Regions from separate parts of the Gossypium hirsutum genome. Here regions 2 and 3 are each linked to region 1. Evidence: chromatin contacts called from public Hi-C data. All regions are on one chromosome and are shown on one strand. The core of a region is the stretch at or near the end of the contact, and the rest is flanking DNA. Distances in the headings are between cores, read along the strand shown.

Evidence for each region. A called contact is a pair of places that touch in the nucleus more often than the background predicts.
Region 2: a Hi-C map of leaf shows a contact between it and region 1, with 2.4 times the contacts expected there. The contact joins the promoter of LOC107886043 here to the promoter of LOC121202913 in region 1. A contact is called at or near these places in 2 of 34 Hi-C or Micro-C datasets (callus and leaf).
Region 3: a Hi-C map of leaf shows a contact between it and region 1, with 3 times the contacts expected there. The contact joins the enhancer-like site here to the promoter of LOC121202913 in region 1. A contact is called at or near these places in 11 of 34 Hi-C or Micro-C datasets (callus, hypocotyl, leaf and 1 more).

What each region holds. Positions count from the first base shown.
Region 1 is chrA03:10,629,903-10,634,463 of Gossypium_hirsutum_v2.1, reverse strand. It overlaps LOC121202913 (phosphomethylpyrimidine synthase, chloroplastic), which reads right to left and starts at 2,084. Exons shown (of 7, transcript XR_001680629.2): 1 at 1,943-2,084; 2 at 645-954; 3 at 428-555; 4 at 1-185. It overlaps LOC107886049 (ATP-dependent zinc metalloprotease FTSH 7, chloroplastic), which reads right to left. Exons shown (of 13, transcript XM_041108320.1): 13 at 4,350-4,561.
Region 2 is chrA03:10,869,331-10,873,891 of Gossypium_hirsutum_v2.1, reverse strand. It overlaps LOC107886043, which reads left to right and starts at 2,763. Exons shown (of 5, transcript XR_005922340.1): 1 at 2,763-3,916; 2 at 3,988-4,130. It overlaps LOC107886042 (GDP-mannose transporter GONST2), which reads right to left and starts at 2,763. Exons shown (of 10, transcript XM_016809836.2): 1 at 1,938-2,763; 2 at 1,299-1,501; 3 at 591-801; 4 at 206-345; 5 at 1-101. The coding sequence starts at 1,492.
Region 3 is chrA03:10,776,297-10,780,857 of Gossypium_hirsutum_v2.1, reverse strand. LOC121224652 (a long non-coding RNA gene) reads left to right here. Exons shown (of 3, transcript XR_005922297.1): 3 at 753-1,239. Among protein-coding and RNA genes, the nearest start is that of LOC121224652, 12 kb to the left of the region's middle. Within about 2 kb of position 2,532, at least 7 of the 9 cell types and tissues checked have an H3K27ac peak or open chromatin away from gene starts, as enhancers often do. A contact at or near this core is called in leaf, where this site is marked.

The DNA.
Region 1 (4,561 bases), core at 835-3,334:
AGGAATGATCGCCCTCCCACGGGCAACCTCTGACCTAACAAATTCTGGGTCAAGCTTCTCACGAGTAGCACAATATAACATTTCCTCAGTAATGATTCCCTGCTTAGCATAGTACATCTGAGTGTATCTAGGTGCACCCAGTTTTTCCCGTCTGTCAACCCAGCCCTTGCGCAATTTAGGGAGTCCTGTTTAAAGATGTCAAGTACAAAACTTAGCATTTAACTTGACCATAAAACTATAACAATATCAAGAGATCCAATATATGAAAGGAACATAAAATAATCATAGTGGAGTAAAGACCCAAACAAACAATCAAAGATTTATCAAGAACATATAAGAGGGGAGTTGGCTAAGCAAAACAAAGTGAAGAAAAGCTAATGTCCTTCAAAAAGGAGCAAGAAGCTGAGAGCAAGGTTGAGCATCCTACCAATGCGTGGATTGATGTTTTGAGGACCACTGGTGTCATATGTGTCGAAGTTTGGCACATCTCCAGTCAAATGAACCCTTCGAAAGGGAACCTTGAGTACATGGCCAGATTCTTCATGAATAACCTCCCTGAAAGGTTCATCACGCATAAAAAATGTTTTCAAGCAAAAGGGAAAGAAAACAGAACCAACAAATTGCATATATATAACTAAATTAACCTGCATTCTTTTGAGCTCTTTGGGAAACATTCTTCAAATGATGGAAGTGGCATAAAATCAGGGGAAGCAGGATTTATGGTATGCTTCTTCTGTTTGCTTTTCTCTGAATTGGTTGTTGGAGGATCAAAAGTTAATGTGGCTTTAGGACCTGAACTCATAGAAGGGCATATTTCCTTCTTACAAGCATTTGAAACACGGCCAACCACATCAAAGCCGGGTAAGAAGGTCGTACAAGGAAACCTTGAAGGAGCAGAATGGTTGCCATTCTTGCATACAACTGATGTGAAGCTAGCATGCACCGATGCCATATCTGGATTGACCAAGCATGTCGTGAGTTATCAATAAATCATCACCACACAATCATCAAATGATTAACTATACATAAAACATCGAGAACAAACATAATTGATAAATGCAGGACGTGAAGGTCGAATTTGATTAGAAAAAAAGCAATTATCGTTGCCTACTCTTGAGAATAAAAATAACAAATTTGTATACATTAAATATACAAATAAATTAACTAATGGCATAAAAGATAAATCTAGAATGAAAAAGAAAAAATGCCGCGTTAATCAGCATTACCAGCAAGGACAGAAGGTCTATACTCTAGTATTTCCAACTTCATAAAGTTTTCATCAGATAAACAGAAGAATTCTAGTCTAGTTTCTAATAAATAATAATCTAAGGGACACCACGATGGACGTAAATGTGATTACATAGTTCTATGCATTTCAGTGAAAACCCTCGATCTACAATATATATGCAATATATATGTCTCCTGGTTCAGTGTGCTGTGTATTCATATAAAATGCTAAAGAAAATGCATAATCTTGGATATTTTGCACAAGTAAACATTACTTTTCGTATAGGTCAAAATTTGAATTTCTTCAGAACTAAAATAGAAAGGCATTCAAGATTAATAAGCATAGAGCATATCCATTAAGATTTAAGAAGACTTCTCATACAAATCCAACCGCTGATTTATAACTCACCATTATCACTTATAAATAATTAACTTACTATAATCGCAGAAAACGTTACCAAAATTAAGAAGAAAAAACAACAGCTTCCTTAGTGGTTCAGTGTATCTGATATAACAGGGCAGTACAAATAAAAAGAAAGAAAGAAAAACACGTAAAATTACAAGCCTATGTTTGAATTAAACCAGCATGCAGTGATCTAGAAAAAAAAGGAGAATAAAAAGAAAATGTGCTATTTATTTAGATTTAATTTAATTTTCTCACCAGCCAAACAAACAAAAGAAATTAAAAAAAAAAGAGTGAAAAAAGAGGAGGAACCTGGAAGATCTTATCCCTATTAAGCGTCTCTAAAGTGGAGAGTGAGAGAGCTCTCGAATAATAACTGAGCACTCGTCCTGCACAGCCTTCTTCCATTTATATTGGTAAAAGAGTGACAGAAACATTTTTTTCCCCTCTCAAAAATAATGAAAAAGCGCATGCTTACGTGGTGCATTTATTAGATATTTTCTATATACATTTTTAGAGTTAATTTCATTATATGTCCCTAAACTATAACTTATATTTTAAATTAATCCTCAAACTTTATATCATTCTAATTTAATTTTCAAAGCATCGATATCATATCAATTGCTTCCTTCCATCAACCTAATTGTCAACATAGATATAAATGTTAACTCAAATTTGACGAGAATCATATTTAAAACAAATATGTCAAATTCTAAATACATGTATGTTTATCATATAAACAGATTAGATATAATGTACTAAAAGAAAAAAATATAATTTTCTTAAATTTTAATAATGATATTTTTTTAACGCATCAAATTTATTGTTAATGCATTTGGTATACGCATGTTTAAATTTTGATCTATATGTTTTAAATATTCTTCATATTAAATTCGAGTTGACATTTAACATCCAAATTTAATATTAGACTGATGAAAAAGCATAATTGATACAATATTTGATACTTTGAGAATTCAAATAAAACACTTTAACTACATTTGGTAGGAGTATTATTTTTCCTGCATGTTTACAAGTGAGTAATAAACTAATTTATTTGGTAAGATTTAATCATTTCCGTATCTTATTTTTAGTAAAGAAAAGGAAAAAAATTTTATTTATTTTGAAGAGGTTTTATTTTTTTTACGAAAGATTTTACTAATTTTTTTTACTTTTTATATCTAAAATTGTACTGACTATTTTTTTATGTATATAATATGTATATAATAAATAAGATTTTCCTCAAATTAAACCAAACATTTAAAATTTAAAATTCAATTCATTGGAATGTTTGTAAAAGACCTCAATCCCTACTCGTACTATTTTACGTTAATCTTGAATTAAATATTTTATTGTTGAATACAAGGATTGGTAATTAAAGGATGACATTGGGCCACCTGTTGCTTGAACTGTGGTCCAAATGAGAGAAAAGGTAAACAGGTCGAGTGGACTTCTTTGTTTGTTTCCCGAGGATGCGGACAAAAGAACGAAATTGTGATCTGAAAGCAACACTGATATTTTTGAGGGCCAAAATATCAAACCTCAACGGACTCATCACCCTTCATTCTTCTCAACTCCTCATGATGTTGCTAAGATATGTTTGTGAAAAGTTCAATTTAAAAAGGACGGTTTTAATTTTAAGTTAAAATTTAAAATGAAAAATTAAAATGTCTAATGTTAAAAATTTAAAAATTAAATTAAATTAGATATTATTTAAATAATTTAACATAATTATACATAAAATATTTTTTAATAATTAATAAATTATTTGTAAATTTAATTAGACATGAAATAATTTAAAATTTTAAATATAATAATAAAATCATATTTAAATGATTTAATATGATGACACATGAAATATAAATTAATCCAAAATTTTATATACATTTTAAATAGTTAATAAAAAACAAGATATTTTGATAATTTATACTTTAAAATGCAAAAGTCAAAAATACTGAAACCCCACCCTTAATCAGATGGCTTTTGCTTTCAGTTGGTAAAACGTCTAATTTAGGCTCTGTTTTAAAATGCGTTTAAAAGATTCAATTAACTGGATATTAATATTTTCAATATTTTAACTCAGAATGCAAATAATTAGACAGACTTAAATAGAGAATAAATTTAATTGTTTTATTATTTCATTTAAGATTATATTATATTTTATTAAACAATTTAATTATATTAAATATTTAATTTTAACATATTTTATAAAACTTTTCAATTATCAAACATAATCTTATACTCCCTAATGCTTTCCTATGTAAAAATCTAAAATAAATCAATTAAGAACATTTGGATAAAAATAAATAGATTTTTAATTTTGATTCACACCGATTTAACCTGATTTAACACTAAAAGGCAACAAACCAAAACAATCGCAACTCAAAATGGTCCGAACAATTAACCCAAAAGAACCAACATGAACTAAAATAACCCAAACTTGAAAGAATCAAACCTGAAATCACTTAAACTCTAAATTAGACCAAACCAAAATGATTTGATAATTTAACAATACCCAAAACCAACCTGACCTGCTGAATTGACAGATATAATATAAGATAAATTATTAAATGTATCAAAATCCTAAATACAAAACATGAGGGTTGGGCATATCATATTAGTTTTTGTTAATTATACTGTTTTTATATTTTTATTTGATGTGTCATGTTCTCGGACGAAGGAAATTACACTTCTGGTTTCATGTCAATGCTCAAAAATAATGTTTAGTTCCATTTTGGGAAACTATTATTAACAGCATGTATTTTCTACAGCATACTATATGTACAATGTTCTTCTGAAGACACATTTTTAACCCAACATTATTATGTGCAATAATCTTATATTATATTTCACATAATAATTATGTGTACAACTCAATTACTGTTAAAACTCCACCCGTTATGACTGATAAAAATAATAGCCAATGTACAACAG
Region 2 (4,561 bases), core at 1,514-4,013, 240 kb before region 1:
GATTTTGATGCTTTCGGAAAACATAATATTCTCCAATTGCTGTTAAAATATTTGTCATGTTCTTTAGGATGGTCACCATTGCTATATTTATGTATTTCAAACTGAAACGAAAAACACAGAAAATTGAGAGTTGGAGTCCACTTAGCTTCACTTTTTGAGTAAATAATATATGAGGAATACGCTGGAGGTGCAGTCTGTAACATACCTATACATTCCCGACACAAGCATGCCAACAAAGATTATATTTACAGGGAGCCAAACCCTGATCAGCTTCCAATTCAGCTTTTCGACTGAAACTGCTCTACACAGACCCAATATGGCAACAACTACACAACTTATCAGATTCTGCAGTGCAATACAGGAAAAAGAATGAACTTCCACGCTCACAAATTTTTAACAGTTCGCATAAAATGAGGCATTGAAAGGTGATCACAGATAGGACTAATGTTCAAAGATGCTAAGAATTCTGCATGCTTTTCAGTTTCATTTTAAAGACATAATACAGCTGAGAGAAACTTGCTTATGATACTCATGACAAGACATTTTGCTTACTTCAAATGCTATGAAGCTATTGAGGTGTAGTGACATACCTGATAAAACATCAATGATATTCCTGCATTAAAATTATAACTTGAGAGAACAACTTTATTCAGCAATATCATGCAGCACGAAGAAATACAGTAGGCTGTTCCGGATATAAGAGGTCCAGATCTTCTTCCAAATACATATGCATGTTTTTCATTCCGATCAAATGGAAGATTGAAACTATCAGCAATTGCTGCTTTATTCCCTTTAAATAACCTGATGAAAGAGTGATATATACATCAAATTGACCCAACAAACTCACTTTTAAAGTGGAAAATTTGATCATATAGTTCTGTATGATCATATTACTTTATACAACATGAATGCAAACAAATTAGTTAGTAGTTTAGTACTGTATATACATTAGGAGAAATTAAGAAACTCAAAATTTCAAATATTGAAAAAGCAACAACTTGATCTCCGATCAAAATTCTTTGTCAAGCAGAGGCAATCGAGGTTTAAAATATTCAAAGACAATAGAACAAGGAGTATATCAACTGTGATAATTGGCTCATCTCATTGTTGTGCAATTCATAACCAGCCAATTTCTTGTCTTTCAAGCTTGGACATGTAGTGTATATAAATTAGATTCGTATTGAAATCAAATTAATAAAACAAACATACATTACAACGAAGCACACATAAAAAGATAGAACTCATAGAGATGAATGAAAAATAAACCGTTAGAAGTCGAAACTTGTTGGTAAATCTACCTATCAGTCAGTGTTCCATTCTCAACATCTGGGGTGATACTGCCAAGTGACCTCTGCCCTTGCTTATGGATGCCATTTAGGATCTCATATACTCTATTAACCTTTTCATCTGAAGTCACTTTCTCATTCCAAGAGCTTAATTCTGATTCTTCAGAATCACGGCAAACAACCTCATCTAACTTGATATTCGACATGTCACTGACCTGCATATGAGAAAAAAGAAACATGAGATTTGGAACTATCAGCTCCAAATTGCCATTGCCAAAACTTCAAATGAGAACTTGCCAAGGAAGTGAAAGAATTCTAATTTCTAAAGCATGAAAACAAGCTAGTAGACAACTTCAATGAAGCAATAATGCCACAAGTAGAAGCTTTCGAAGCAAATTATATTGTTATCTCTATCCATATTCAGATTCATAAGTTGTGAATTTGAGAAACAAGAAGTTGCCCTGCTTTTGACACTCTAATTTTGACCATCCCAAAAAAAGAAAAAAATTGCCACTAAGGGAAATTTAAAGCAATATGGTCAATTCAATTGAAAACCCTTGGCAACAATGCCAAGATTTTATCAAACATTTGGCAAACATAAAAACAAAATTCAAAAAATTTAAACATAACCCAAGAATTTGAAGAAGTTACCAATTTGACTGGTTCCCTTCAAGCTTCAAATTCAGTAACCTCCCACCCTGAAAGGTTATAGAGGGGGAAAAATGAAAGGATGAGAGTCCAATCAAAGGCGTTGGAAATGAAAGAGGAAACTGAACCGACAGAGGCAAAGGAACATGCAAAAGACGTGAAAACTGAATGTGAAAAACTCTTTTGAAATGGCACACAAAGGGGAAGAAAAATGAGAGATCCAAAAGTATGGAGAAAGACAAGTTTGAAGTATAAAACTTTAAATGCGTAGTGGAATTAGCGTGAAAAAAGCGAAATGGAGAGCGAGATTCCAGGCAAGTAAGGGAATTTGAATAATGGATCTTGGAGCAACTCCCGAGGTTGCCACAAAGTCAAATGTTGTCTGAATTTCGCCATTGTAAACTGAACAAGCAACTCAGTCCTCTTTTTCCGATTATGGATTTATTTGTATTTTAATTCAAGGGTTGAAGGTGTTGGGTGACAGACACATGGATTCCCCTCTTTTGATGAGTTTCCAGCGGAATATATGCCTTTCTTTTTGGCACGAAAATGGAGGAATTTAAAGCCCATCAACAAACTAATTTGAGCTTTAATGCTTCATCTTTTTGCCCCGAAGAAAGAAAGCCCTAAACTTGGAGTAGCGATGTTATAGCATTGGACGCCCAAAATGATGAGATTCATTCATAAAAAAACAAGTTACCAAGCAATACAAAGCCCATGAGTTGAGCCCAACTAAACAAATAGGTTCTCAAAGAACCTTAGTAGAATGCTTCCGTCATGCATGGGGAAGAGAGGGAAAATGCTCCGAGAAACAAACAAAGGTTACTGTAATTGGGCATGCCTCTAGTGGCAGCAATGCCACTGTGACACCCCAAAAAAGACATTGACAACCACCACAGGATCGACAAGGACACCAAATGGAGGAGGAGCCAAAGCCAAGCACTGGCAACACAACCACCACAAGCAGATCATGTGCGATGGCACCGTGACAGCTGAGGGTCATAATCGATGAGACTATAAAAAAGTGCCAACGAAAAAGGGCTTCACTGCATTAAAGGAAAAAAAGAAGAAGCAAAGTCTGTCAAAGGCAAGGCCTTACTAAAGACAAGAGGGATAAACAACCAAACATGGGAGAACCTATGGAGCAAATAGACAACCACCTCTCACCAACGATCACAAACGGTTAGAAAGGAGGTTAGATCTTGAAATCATTATGCTGAATGACATAAATAAAAAAATAGAAAAAAATTGAAATAAAGATGTGAGTGGTGCCAAACCGGAGGTTGACTGGTTGCTCATAGGAAGCTAAAAAACCAAAGAAAACTTAGGAGTAAAGGACCTTATAAAGAGAAGGGAGAAGAAAAATTTAGAGATAAGTGTAATGTAATACAAGATTTTTATTTTTGTGTAGTTTTTTTTTTACAAGAAATATTGATTTGATTTAGTTTTTTTAACCAAAAAACAATCGGTTTCCATTAATTAAAAGCAAGGAAAGATGGTGTGTCGGTTTAATGCACCAACCCACTAAACCATAAGACAAATAAAGAACCCTCGGGCTCGTCAATACATTGTCCAAGATTTGAAAAGGCAACCAACAGATAAGGAGAGATTACCATCTGAAAAAAAAAAAAAAACAAACTCAAAACTCTTTCCTTGCTTTCCTCCTAACCCGATGAAAACCAGTCGAAAAACTCTCTCCAATCGAAGCTTCAAAATTCTGGTCTGCGAACAAACCATTGATATCAAAAGAGAGAGAAAAGCTTTAGAAACCAGTTGGAGGTAAAAGATTAGAAAATCTCCAAATTCCAAAGCAGTCAGGTGCAGATTAATTCTGATGAAACCATCTTTGCAAGTCCCTTTTGGCCGCCCGTTCCACCATAAATGACGCTTTCTCTATCCAGTACCGCTGGACCGAGAATGGACAACCTTCTCCAGCCAGTGCGTGAGCAATGATGTTGGCTTGTCTTCCAGCAAAACAAAAGGTGACTTTTGCAATTATCCCCAATTTTGCCTTAATATCTTGAACAATCGGGCTAATGATAGACTTGTCTAGTGTAGGAGAATTCAATTTCTTGGTGGCAGTAAGTGAATTGCCCTCCATCTGTACTGATCAAAATCCTAACTCAGCCACAAAGATGATGGCCTACTCATACGCCCGTGCTTCGGCAATGAAGGCATCAGCAACACCATGGTGGGGTAAGTACATGCAACCATAATAAGGCCTGAAGAATTTCTACCCAGTACTCTTGAGATAGCAGTTTTTGCATTAGGGCTAAAAGATGCATCAAAATTAAGTTTAATACTGTCAGAACCTGGTGGCACACATTTCTCCTGTTTAGGTGAAAAAACTGATGGATTTAGTTTACCCAGAGCCTGTAGCTCTAATAGGTGTGCCTTAATAAACACTGTTAAACCCTGCACTGATTATCTAACACCCTCATGAACAAACTTATTTCATGCATACCAAACCAAATTGCCCAGTAAGATATCACCGATAACTTCTCTAATCTTGTGTTAGGTTGCATGAAAACCTTTGCTAACCATGTTTTATAATCTGAATTATGTGAGATAAGGATAGTCGTAACATTCAATGAGTCCAGAACTTTCTTGGAAACAGAGCAGTGTCG
Region 3 (4,561 bases), core at 1,283-3,782, 150 kb before region 1:
AATAACTTTTGGGTCTAATGCCTTTTAAATCCTTTCTCATTAGATTCTTAAGCTATTTAATCACTCTAGCAACTTTTACACCTATTACAATTTAGTCCTTTTCATTTAATTGACTACCCAAACATTAAAATTTCCTAACGAAATTTTAATACCACATTAATAACATTTCATAAATATTTATAAAATTATTTTTGACTCGGTTTTACGAGATAGAGGTCTCGATACCTTGTTTTTACCCAATTTCTTCAATAATTTCTTTTTCTATCTAATCACTAAATCGATAAAATTTTTCTATCAATATTTTCATACGATTTTCCTATCATATCAATTTTAAATCAAAAATATTGAAATAAATTTCTCTTTAAATCGGATCTATGGTTACGAAATCATTGTTCCGATAACCTTGAATTTAGGCCATTACAGTGCCACTTTGATGCATCTTATCGTTATTTCTGTATATCTTATTATGTTCTATTATGTCTACAATGGGGCCACTCGATAAAAAAAGGTAAATGAAAATTAAGTGGCAATGGTAAGTGGTTTGTATTTTATTGGATTGGCATCTTATTGTAGATTTTATTGAAATAAAATTTATGCATGATGATAAAGATTAATGATAGTATTATATAATAATTTTTACATATAAGTATATAACTATGTATGTGTATGGAATGAATTTTAGATGTGTTGTTTAATTCTTGATATGCTTACTAAGCTCTCATGAGCTTAATGCGTTTCTTTCAAATATGTAGGTGAAGATGGTTTCCAACTCATCTCATCACATCTTAAGCTTTGAAGGAAGTATGATTTCAAACTTTTGGGCATAGATTTGGCATGTACATAGGAATTTATCAAGAATGTTAAATATATTATTTAAAGGATGAAATTGTTGGACATTGATATTCATTATAAACTTTGTATTTTGGATATGTTTGAAGTAGTTTCATGATGATTTGAGTAATGTTTATGGTTGGTAAATGTATATTAGCAATGGTTATTGGTTGTTTGGAAGGGATATAGCCTATGGAAGTGGTTTAAGGTGGTTAGGGAGCAAAATGTGCAGGTTTTGAAGTTGCACGATCAACGTCGCAATGACGGCCTGTTGACATCACAACGAGCTTTTACAGTTTGTCACGTCACGACATGGAACCTAATGATGTCATGACGAGCTTTAACAATTTGTCATGTTGCGACATAGAGCCTAGTGACTCGCGTTGAGCTTTCGATGGCTTGAATCTTTATCTTTTTTGTCTCGGATTGAGTTTTGGCTACTTAGGAAGCTTTCAAAATGTTCGTCTAAGCTTAGTTAAGCTAGAAAATCATATTATTTTATGCATTATGAATGTTTTGTTGATATGATATTATTATAGTTACTCCGGCAATAAATGTGACATCCCAATACCTTGACCCAAATATCGGATTGAGTAAGGGGTGTTACAGGTGTAATGGTTGTAGAGGAAAATGGTTGGTTTGTGGAGGTGGCCAATGTTGAGGGTGGCTGATAAGGTGGTAGCAGCTAAGCAAAGGGTTCTGAAAATGGTATAGGAAAAGGACAAAAGTCCAAATTGTAATGATTTGAAAAGTTGAAGGACCTTTTTATAATCTTCCTTTTTTAAATTTTTTTTTGGATTTTTTATTAATAAAAAAATAAATATTTAATATAATTATAGTAATATATATTCAAAATTATAAGTTAAAAGTGAAACCCAATATTTATTCAGGCCCAAATCCCTTTCTTTAAGCTCATTGGTCCAAATTTCAATAATGTTTGAAGAGTCAACTTTTAGCTTAAATTACTAATATTTTAAGTTAAAAATCGAAAAATAATTAAACTTATAAGCTTTGAAAATCGAGTTAAAATAAGTCAATTGTAAATATGTATGGTATGAGTTCTTTTTTGTTGTATTAGACATTATTTCTAATGTAAAAGAATTATACAAAACTTTATTTCTAAGATTAAAATTATTTAAACCGACATTCTGAATCAGTTATTATATATACATATTACAATAGTTTTGTGTTTTCAATTTTTTTTCTTCATAATTAAAATATAAATTATATTCATAATATTATAAATATATTATATTTCAAAAACTTAAAACATATTTTTAAAGTTGTTTGTATTTTCAGAATCAATAAATGTAATTAATGTGTTGTTATTAAATAATAATTTTATAAAATACACAAGTTATTGTGCATCGCTAGAGACAGAAAATTAATATAAAGTAATAAAAACACAAAATTGACATGTTATTTTTGTTTGCATTGTTACATATTTACCATTGGGCACCATAAAATAAAGACACTTGGAGCCCAAATAAACAAGTGGAAACTCCACATATTTAGGCTAATTAAAAAACATGTTACTGGCAATGTATTATTTAAAATGATCATTTTTCTTATTTATTTTTCTCTCACTTTTCTTCGCTATTAAGTGTACTTAATTTTTTTTTGTGTGAAAGTAAATATTCTCTATTGTGGGAGGTTTAGTTTATCTTTTTGACACGGTTTTCGTCATCCTAGTTGGCAGGTTGTAGGTTTCCCATTTCTTCCCCGTTTTCTTTCTTTCTTTAGCAATTACTATCGGTTTCTCCCGGTCTAGTAAAAGTATGGAGGACGAGATGGAAAATTTGAACCTTGAGGAGGAGGAGGAGGAAGACGCTTTTCAAGAAGAAGCAATTGAGACTGAGGATGAATTTCAATTTTTTCTCGTTGATAGTTGCTTGATTGATAGTGTGGTTTACTTCCCTTCTGTAGGGAACACTATGGCTGGTCTATAGCTCTATTGGGGGTATTGCCATTATTGACTTGGATGCGAAACGCTACTTGTTTAAGTTCTTTCATGTCGTTGATTTCAATAGGGTTTTCAAGGGAATGTCTTGGTTTCTTAACAACCATTTACTGCTACTAGAGCCGTTACAGCCAAGTCAAGACCCTCACACATTGCCTCTCCACCATGCTGTCTTCTGGGTACATGTGCATGATTTACCACCCGAATTACTGTCTGAAACATTGGGACGATGATTTGGGCCTTTCCTTGGTGAATTCTTACTTTATGATACCAAGATTCCATCCTTTGAGGTACAACGGTATCTGTAGTTGAAGGTAAGGTTAGATGTGTATGTCGCCCTTCAGCGAAAGAAGAAGGTTCTCGTGGGCGAATGCCCATTTTATGCTAGGTTTCAGTATGAAAAATTGAGCATGTTCTTCTTTATTTGTCGTCTGTTTAAGCACAGAGAAAACTTTTGTTTGGTACGGGTTCGAGTGGCGGTGTCAGATATTTTTTTTGGATGGAATATCTCTTTATGAGCACCGGCGAGAAGGAATCCAGCTGAAACTAGTAGGTGGTTGCAAGATCTGGATAGATCTCTGAGTCCAAATTGGTATAAGGATTGCAACTATAGTCCGGGGAATCGTATTCCTCTCACTACACACACAAGTTGCCCTTTTCGTAATGGTATTTTGTTGGGGACACGCAGTGATTCCAATTTGGGTTCAGGGTATTATGATTTTGGAATAGCTGTTGTGTCAATTATGGAGATAGGGTTGGAGGATGAACATAGTCCTATTCAGTCAGATAACATCAAGAAACATCAACGCACGTTGGGAATTCCTCAAAATTTGGATTCAAGTGATGACCTATGCCTTAGGGCAATAATGACATATCGGTTAGCTTTGCTAGGCAGGTCAATCAACCGTAATAAAAACCTTAAGTTGGAACGTCCGTGGGTTAAGGAAGCCACGGGCAGTTCATCGCCTTAGGAATAAACTGAGAGAAGTTTGTCTCTAGCTTTTGTTTCTAATGGAGACAAATATTAGTACATAAAAAATGGGAAGTTTTCGGGGGAAGTGTGGCTTTTTGCATGGCTTCGATGTATGTTTTGTTGGTTCTAATGGTGGGTTATTGTTAGGTTGGCGACCATAAGATATTGTCATTTTGCGGAGTTATTCGCAGCACCATATTGATGTAGAGATCTTTGACATACATGATGCGATGTAATGGTGTTTTACAGGTTTCTACAGACATTCAAATAAGAGATTTAGGAGCGGTACATGGGATCTCCTTTGTCATTTAGGCCATGATCTGAGTCTTCATTAGTTAGTTTTCAGGGACTTTAACGAGATAGCTTTCTCCTTTGGGAAGTGGACCTGCATGGAAAAACACATGGTTGCTTTTCGTAATACTCTACAGGATTGTGATCTTAGTGATTTGGGTTTCTTGCGCTATTGGTTTACTTGGGAGAGGGGCAGACTGGCTGCGACTAACATATGAGAACGACTAGACAGAGGGTTAGCTAACTTAGATTGGTGGAGCAAGTTTCCTAGTTATACTGTTACCTATTTGCCTCATTCTATTTTCAATCATTATTTGGTGTTGGTGAATACTATGGGTCGTAGTACCAGTTAGATTGGAGGGACTATTTGAGGTTTAGGTTCCTTATATATTGGTGTTTGGATTGTTCTTTCAAGAATGAACTTCAGGGTTATTAGATTTCAGTTACATCTGATTTGCCATCTAAACTAGAGGGCTTAGGCAAAAAAATTTTACATTGAATTCGTA